2 separate regions of the Oncorhynchus mykiss genome follow, and region 1 is linked to region 2. Evidence: chromatin contacts called from public Hi-C data. All regions are on one chromosome and are shown on one strand. Each heading gives the region's core, a stretch centred on a gene start, on an enhancer-like site or on the middle of the called end of the contact. The rest is flanking DNA. Distances are from core to core; before and after follow the strand shown.

Region 1 (3,965 bases), core at 1,120-3,619, 280 kb after region 2:
TCCACAAAGTTTTTAATGCTTATCAGCTTGCACAAAGTTTAAAAATACTAAAATACTACTTAACAGGACTCTTAAAGAATTTTATTAAAATGTTAATTTTATTTTTTGATCACAGAAACAATGAGAAAATGTGGAAAAATAAAGAAATAACTAAATGTTACTTATATAAAGCAGCCCGTGTAATCATCTGCCAGAGAGTAGCCACAATTGGCCCGAGCCCCAAGTAATACAATTTGAGAAAAGGAAAAAAGATAAATCACAATGACTAGTCATGAATTGCAGGACAAGTGGTCCGCCAGAATTAACACCCTTAGCAAGGACGTCAACAATCAAATTACTCCCGCTCTTACTCAAGACCCTGTCCAGGGCCCGCTCGATCAAAGAACAGGCCCACAGGCTTTGTCTATAGACTCCGACACAAATGTTGCAAAGTGAAAGGTCAAAAACATTGCAATAGCCAATTCCACTCAAACCCTGATTAGTCGATCTGTCTTCACCATGAACACAAATGACACATCACGTAGTTGCAAACAACCACTCCACTTTGTGGGGAATACGACCACAAAACGCAACTCAAACAGCCCATAGCTGGAAACAGTCCTGAAGGACTGCTTAACCTGTGATGCGCTAATTGATTCGGGCTCAACAATGTCGCTCATCTTTCAAACGTTGTTCAATGATCTCAAAAGGGCTTTGAAGCCAGCTAAACGTTGGTTAAAAACGGAACTATGCGACACTACATTTCAAGGTTTCACTCAGACTACCTCACATCTCACGTTGAGACTCATGCTAAAACCGCACTTCCAGGACTTTTAGCTTGTTTGCCCTGTGTATGTTACCAGACTCGAATCTGAACCCATGCTACTTGGAGCAGACTAGATGGATCGGTTACTGCCACTAATGGATTGGAAAACCAACCAAGTATGGTCACAGGTCACAGTGCCTTCTCTACTGACCACACTGTCTTCTCCTAATGCTAGCTGCAACACAGTCATCCACGAGAGGTATCTGTCAACACCCCTTCGGAAAAATACGTTTTCGAAACCTCGTGGTGCAAAATCTGACCCAAAGAGATATTACGATATCTCGTCACATTCAATCAGCAAACCTGATTGATCATTATTTTCATGCTTTTTGAGCCAACAGTCTCTGTGAATGAGCAACCTTCCTCCTTGGAGTCGTGCAATACTGTAGCTGATACTCTGGCCTTCGGACACTTCCGCAAGCACTGCGGCCATCTCAGGAATAAAAGCATGAACGTGCAGAATGTACTCTGCTTCCCAGTCCGGCAACTGACCTGATATGTCCCACTAGTGAAACGCTGTGCGATATCGCAGAAAGATATCCTCATCTCAGTTCGCAGGTATTGGAACGGTTGCCACACGCGGACGCTGTGGTGAGGGACAAACCTTGACAGTCACTGAGTGTTTTGAAGCACAAACACCAGGAAATTTGGTTGAAAGGTTTACAGCCAATTTAATAACGTGGCAGCTGACAACTCGTACAAAGGGTCCAAACTTTTCGTTTGTGCCTCGGACACCAACCGCTGGTGGGGAGGGTCCCGAGACACAAAGGGGGGGAATACTAGCCCAGAACCATGATGAGCCTCGTCGGGGCAGGTGGTGGGTTCGAGACTACGTGCCACACTATACAAGACCGCCAGAGCTGGAAGTTCCCCATGAGATCAGAGAGGAGTGGACAGGCCCCTCGATGGGATAACCTTGTTACGCAAGGCCTTGCGTGACAGCAACGACCCCTGGAAAGCCATCTTACAGTGGAGGAACACACCCACCGAAAACATGGACAGCAGCCCAGCGCAACGCCTTCTGTCCAGACATGTGAGACTACCATCCCCGTAGCCAACAAGCTACTTGAGCCCTGCATCATGGAAAGCAGCTCGCTAAGTGCTTCTACGACTGGAATGCTCGAGACCTACCAGAGCTGAAGGTGAAACGATAAGGATGAAACTGCTCTCGGGAGACCACACAGGACTTTGGAGGATGGGCACGTTACTACAGAGAGTTGCACCATGTTCTTACCTGGTGGATGTCGGTGGCTCCCTCTATCGTTGCAACTGGGTGGATCTGCGCGTAGCCGAGCAGACAACGAACCAGAACACTCCATACACTCATACACAGTCCCAGGCCTAAGGGCAAGGGCTGCAGAATTGAGACATGAGCCAACTGAGGGTGAGGCTTCTACAAGCTCTCCAGCCGTGGCCCTTACTCACGGGTAGATCGGCTGTGTAAGCCACGAGACAGGCTTACTTTGTAAGCAAGGGACCGTGTTAACCTGTCCTCTGTTAAATACAACAACAACAAGAGGCAGACGACAACTGAAGTAAAAAGAAAATGTAATGTATTTTCATTTGTTATGACTTGCCTGCTATGAACTTAATGTTGTGCTGTTACGTTAGCACTTTCTATTGAAAAGGATGATGCTACGGAGTTTAGTTGATAGGTAATCGACTAGCTGGGCTGTTCCCCTGACCCCTATGTAGGGACTTGTACAATACTTGAACATGGCTATTGAACTTTATTCTTTAATCTAACATATCATACAGAAACAGTAACCAGGAGCGGTATGGTGTTGATATCTTGTATATATCAAAAGAGCAAAAGGAGCGTGCATTGAGGCTCGCAAAGTTATCAACGCAGGAAGTGGACAGCTTTGATTGTCGGAGCAGGGCACCAGTTAAAGGTATTATCTCTGGCGTCCCGTTGGACATTGACAATCAGGAGTAGTTGAATGTAAAATGTTGCAACTGTGACGGGGATCACATTTCCGAATTCCCTGAGTGCCCTGTTAGAGTGAAAGAGGTTGAGGTGTCAAGGATCAGGGCTGTACAGCAAATCTCCTATGTGGAGGCGGTGAAGAGAGTTCTGAATAAGATATTGTATATCTCAATCAAGTGGTCTGGATACACTTATTGTGAAGAAGGTGGATTTTGTACCATCCAAGAAGTCCAAGAAAGCAGACATCATTATATCTGCAGCTGAGAAGTTTTTGGGCCTCCAAGACTTAACCACAGAAGCACTGCAAGGACTATTGTCGCCAGGAAATGTCCAGCCATCACAGGATCCTTCTGGGCCTGTGTAGGGACCTGATTAAAACAGAAACGCAGGCTGATTTAGTTTTTAAAAAATTCGTTATTGATAGTTTGTATGGAATATATATATATATATATATTATTTAATAATTACCCCGCATTTTTTCCCTTTCGGATCTTTATTTTCCACTTGTACAGTAGGTGGCGGAATGCACACGTAATTGTCGCAAAAGCTCTTACACCAAAGAAGAAGGAGGGTGGGGCGGAACACCTACTATGTGAAGTTTAGTAATTCAATTCGCCCTTGACCTCCTAAACGATTTTGTTTTTAAAAATACTTTGGCGAAAGGTAACGTCTACAAAACGCTGTCCACTCTGTTTGTTACAGATTCTAGTTTTGGAAACTGAAAACTGTATGGAGATCAAATGTTTCATCGTTGAGATAATCTGAAGAATTCCGGTCAAAATCCACCTCGCTCTATCGTCTCCCACTGCCGACTGCTGGTCTTTCTCTCATCCCCATATTTGGTAGTGAGCGGAAACGCTAACCGGATGCTTCACATTTATACATCCGGTGAAATATATGGCTCGTTCTATCTGCGATCACTGTGTATCTGATGCTAAGGACACGTCGTTTTAGCAGTCGTGATAGTTATGACTATTTAATTATCGTGTTCTAAAGGACGAGGTTTGTGTATACGTAGTATTTGGTTGTAAATTAATCATTGACATGGTTGGAAGTATCGAATACCGACGTGGATAACAGTTGAACTGCGCTTGCTTTGTTTTGGACACACTGGTGTTATTGTGTGGAGTGTTCCAGCCCCTGTGCATTGAGCGCCTCCTAGTGATGCCTCAGCTGAGAGGGAAAAATGTTGCAACCTACCTAGACCTGAGATCGAGAGGCATTTTTGAT
Region 2 (3,723 bases), core at 699-3,198:
ATCACCCTACAATGGGCCACAGGACAAGTCTTTCACTGTCACAAGGCAGCTTTGTCAGCTCACCACTCTTATTTTTAAAGTCATGTTCACTATTGAAGCCCTCGACACAGTTTGGATTTATAATGGTGATTTCGATGAGTGGACAGAGGGATGCCCCATGATCACTGCCAGATACTACCACTGTTCTGTGGCTTGACATGGCTTTATCTATGCTATAGGAGGGTACAGAGGGGGAGTTTTTCAACTTGAGACTGAATTCTATGACCCCTTAAAAAATAAATGATTCCCTACAGCCAACATGATTCAAAGTATGAAAACATAAATAGAGCAACTATACAGAAAGGAGTTTGTTACAATGAGAAGACTCCTAGGCGAACATGTAAGCCTGTGTTGCTCTATTGCACTGTCATTGTGTCTTGAATTTGTCCGTTTTACATGGTTGTCTGGGCAACTGATTCTCAGCCATTGACCTATAAATAATGATTTAAGTTATTCTGCACATTTAAATAACATGAACAATATTTCACGAGTACTAATGAAATCATTATTGCTTTGCCGTGTTCCGCTGTTCACTCTTCTTGATAAAAGGTTTCCTCTTTGAAAGGTGTAGGAAATTCCACTGCTTGTGTCGTAAATGGCACAATATTTGTGACCGGGGGCCACTATGGAACCAGAGGAGGTAGCACCTATGAAAAAATTCAGGCCTACAAGCCAGACATCAATGAGTGGATCATTGTCACAATAACTCATCTAGGTATGACACGTTTCAAAGGAAATGGGCATATATTTTCATTTGTATGGAATATATTTAGTCAGGAAATCTAAATCTGTCTTTATATCTTCAGAGTATGGCCTGTGCTCTGTTTCTCTGAACAACAAGCTGTACTTGGGAGGACAGACTAGGATGAGATCCAGAGAGAGATGTGTGGAGGCAGTTGTCAATGATGAAGGAGAGGATGGAGTGTGGCGCTGTAGTGATCAATGTCTACATCTATGTGACTGGGGGATATTCCTATTCAAAGGGGACGTATCTGCAGAGCATTGAGAAGTATGACCCGGAGCTGGACACCTGGGAGGTTGTGGGAAACCCCCCCAGCTCAGCAAGCACAGGGCTGCATTTGGATTTACAGTGTGTTGTGTCTTTGAATGTACTTTTACAACAAACCTCAACTAAATCCCATGGATACAAGTCATTTGTTCCATACTGATCATGTGTGACAGGTGCTAAGAATCTTTATACAAAAAGTTACATTATTTAGAGCATCTTTATAACCATTTGGCCAAAAACAAATGTTCAGTGACAAATGACTGCTGCTGGTTTAATATTACAAAAATAGCACATAATTTTCAATCCACTTACATTGAATGGCTTCTAACACTGGTTCTCATGCACTTTAACACTACCATTTGTGTACTTTTATACTGGCTAACCTGATAAAGCACTGATATGCACAAATGCACAGTTTTTAAACAAATCTCTACACTTGAAGCACAAATGTCACCAGGTGGGTATCAACCTTACATCTAAATCTTAGGGTTTGGGGTATGCACAATTAATCCGTTTTCAAATGTGGTGACATCGGATTCTGAATGTTTAAAAAAAATGATGAACTAAAACAACTGTTTTGTGGCTGATTGATGCGCTTCATGCACCCGATTTTACTTGATAAATGTAACGTCCATCTACAAGATGGTGCACATAGATGCGGTGGTTGTATGTTAATTGATTTCGTAGAGTGTGATGTGTGAATTCTACCTACTGTCCAAATATTTTCTAACAAATCAATTAACACGTGTAAATAAAAATACAATATTTACCAAAACCTTTGACCATAAGGTACTTCCGCAGCAGTCAGGCGGCGCTGTAGCCCCGGCTGCAGTCCAGAAAGCAATTTGTTTTGGCCCTCAATATTCTCCGTAGAACGTGCTTGCTTGCCAACTTGATTTAGTAGTGTGGTAGAAAGTCTTCTGAAGAACCAGCATCTCTGCAGGTAGCAGGTCAATTTATCACAGTAAGTAAATCTGTTACAATTTAACAGCGGTAGATATTCATATACAATTCATTTTATTTGGTAAAGAACCGCCCTATCTTGTATTTTTGAGGCCTGTGGAGAAAATAAGTAGTTGATCGCTAGCAAGCTAACGAGTTAGCACAGTTCGTGTAGCCAGAGAGGAAGAGGCGAAGCGAGATCATCTACTCTGCCTAAAATCGGTTCACGAAAATAAGACAACGAAGTGAGGAATAATTTTTGTGTTGAGGTCAATGAATGTCGAATTTGGTCAACAACAAATGTAATTGGTAATTTACTACGCGAGGCATATTTGATAAAATATAATTTTCGTAATGTTTAGTTTGTTAATAATCCACTGATCTAAGTGGTCGCACGTGGCATTTCGGCAACTTTGAAAAACGACATTATATCGGAGGCGTGTGAACAACAGGCAGAACTATCTGCCCTCGTTGGCTAGAATGGACCCAACTGATATCGCCGCCTGCCTGCCTCCCATATTTGAGGACATGTATTTCCATTGTTAGAATTGTCACTCGAATATCTTGTCCGTGTAAGTTCATCTTTGATGTAAGTACGCGTTGGACTCACTGTAAACTGCATCATAGTGTAAACTGCCCTTTTAGGTAATGTACTTGTTTGAATTGAGGCTGTTACTGTAACTACTAGTAAACCAAAGTACTTCATACAGTATGGGCATTATATATTGCTTGGTAGGTTGGGTAACATGACTGTCTTTAGCCAGGAGTGTGAACGTGGGTAACGCTTCGATCACACCGACAGTGTTGTTGCATTTTGGTACACCAGAATTACATTATTAATGTCCAATGAAACGCTGCGTTTGCGTTGCAGTGCGTTGGGCGTGGTGCATATGTTGGATTTATCGAACGTATGCGTCAAACTATGCGTAGAGGGCTTGACAGAAATGGTAGCACAATGTGAATGTTGAACTTTTGTTGCGTGCATAACTAACTTGCCTAGTTAAATAAAAAAAATACATATCCATATGATGCTGCGTACTATTTCTCGCAAAAAACTGCTGGTGTGTTCGGAGCTTAAGCAAAAGCTTTTCTCAATGCATACGTCTTGCGCATACATGTCCGCTGTGTAATTAGCTGACATGGCTAGTACTTGTATCTAAAGCATTTCCCATTTGGTTACTGTTGCTTGTTGATTTGTCACATTTTGATCTAGTAATTGTCTGACTTTTATTTTTTCAGACACATCATGGCAGAAAATCAAGCTATGTCTGAACTTGAGAAGAAGGTGGCAAGACAGATTGAGGTATATTGTCATAGCAAAATGTATTCTACTGTAGCTGTATAACCAAAGCTGGTGGTTTTATAATGACAGCTAACCTGGATAATGCTGGTCATCCCTGATTGACATGTTTTTCTTTATCTTCAAAGTACTACTTTGGTGATCACAACCTTCCAAGAGACAAGTTCCTCAAAGAACAGTTGCAGCTCGATGATGGCTGGGTGACTCTGGAGACTATGCTGAAGTTTAACAGGTTTGTGCAATTTACTTTTATTTGCTCAATTGGAATTTGGGACTTAATTCAGCCTACATTGTTTTTAAAATGTTGTTTTTTTAGTTTAGTTGCTTGCTTATAACATGATTCCTAACTCTCCCCTCTATTTTCAGACTGAAATGTTTGACAACCGATCCCAACGTAATTGTTGAGTCTCTGAAAAAATCCAAGACTGGCCTT

What was found. A called contact is a pair of places that touch in the nucleus more often than the background predicts.
Region 1: a contact with region 2 is called in a Hi-C map of liver, with 4 times the contacts expected there. The contact joins the promoter of dcaf17 here to the promoter of ccdc173 in region 2. A contact is called at or near these places in 2 of 3 Hi-C or Micro-C datasets (blood and liver).

Annotation. Positions count from the first base shown.
Region 1 is chr3:49,355,157-49,359,121 of USDA_OmykA_1.1, forward strand. dcaf17 (DDB1- and CUL4-associated factor 17) reads left to right here and starts at 2,370. Exons shown (of 14, transcript XM_021597155.2): 1 at 2,370-3,965. The coding sequence starts at 3,900. LOC110520100 (serine/threonine-protein kinase tousled-like 1-B) reads right to left here and starts at 2,292. Exons shown (of 22, transcript XM_036974411.1): 1 at 2,040-2,292. The coding sequence starts at 2,124.
Region 2 is chr3:49,073,222-49,076,944 of USDA_OmykA_1.1, forward strand. It overlaps ccdc173 (coiled-coil domain-containing protein 173), which reads right to left and starts at 1,949. Exons shown (of 9, transcript XM_036974384.1): 1 at 1,819-1,949. The coding sequence starts at 1,834. It overlaps LOC110520093 (lupus La protein homolog B), which reads left to right and starts at 1,872. Exons shown (of 12, transcript XM_021597130.2): 1 at 1,872-2,012; 2 at 3,230-3,293; 3 at 3,419-3,522; 4 at 3,657-3,723. The coding sequence starts at 3,237.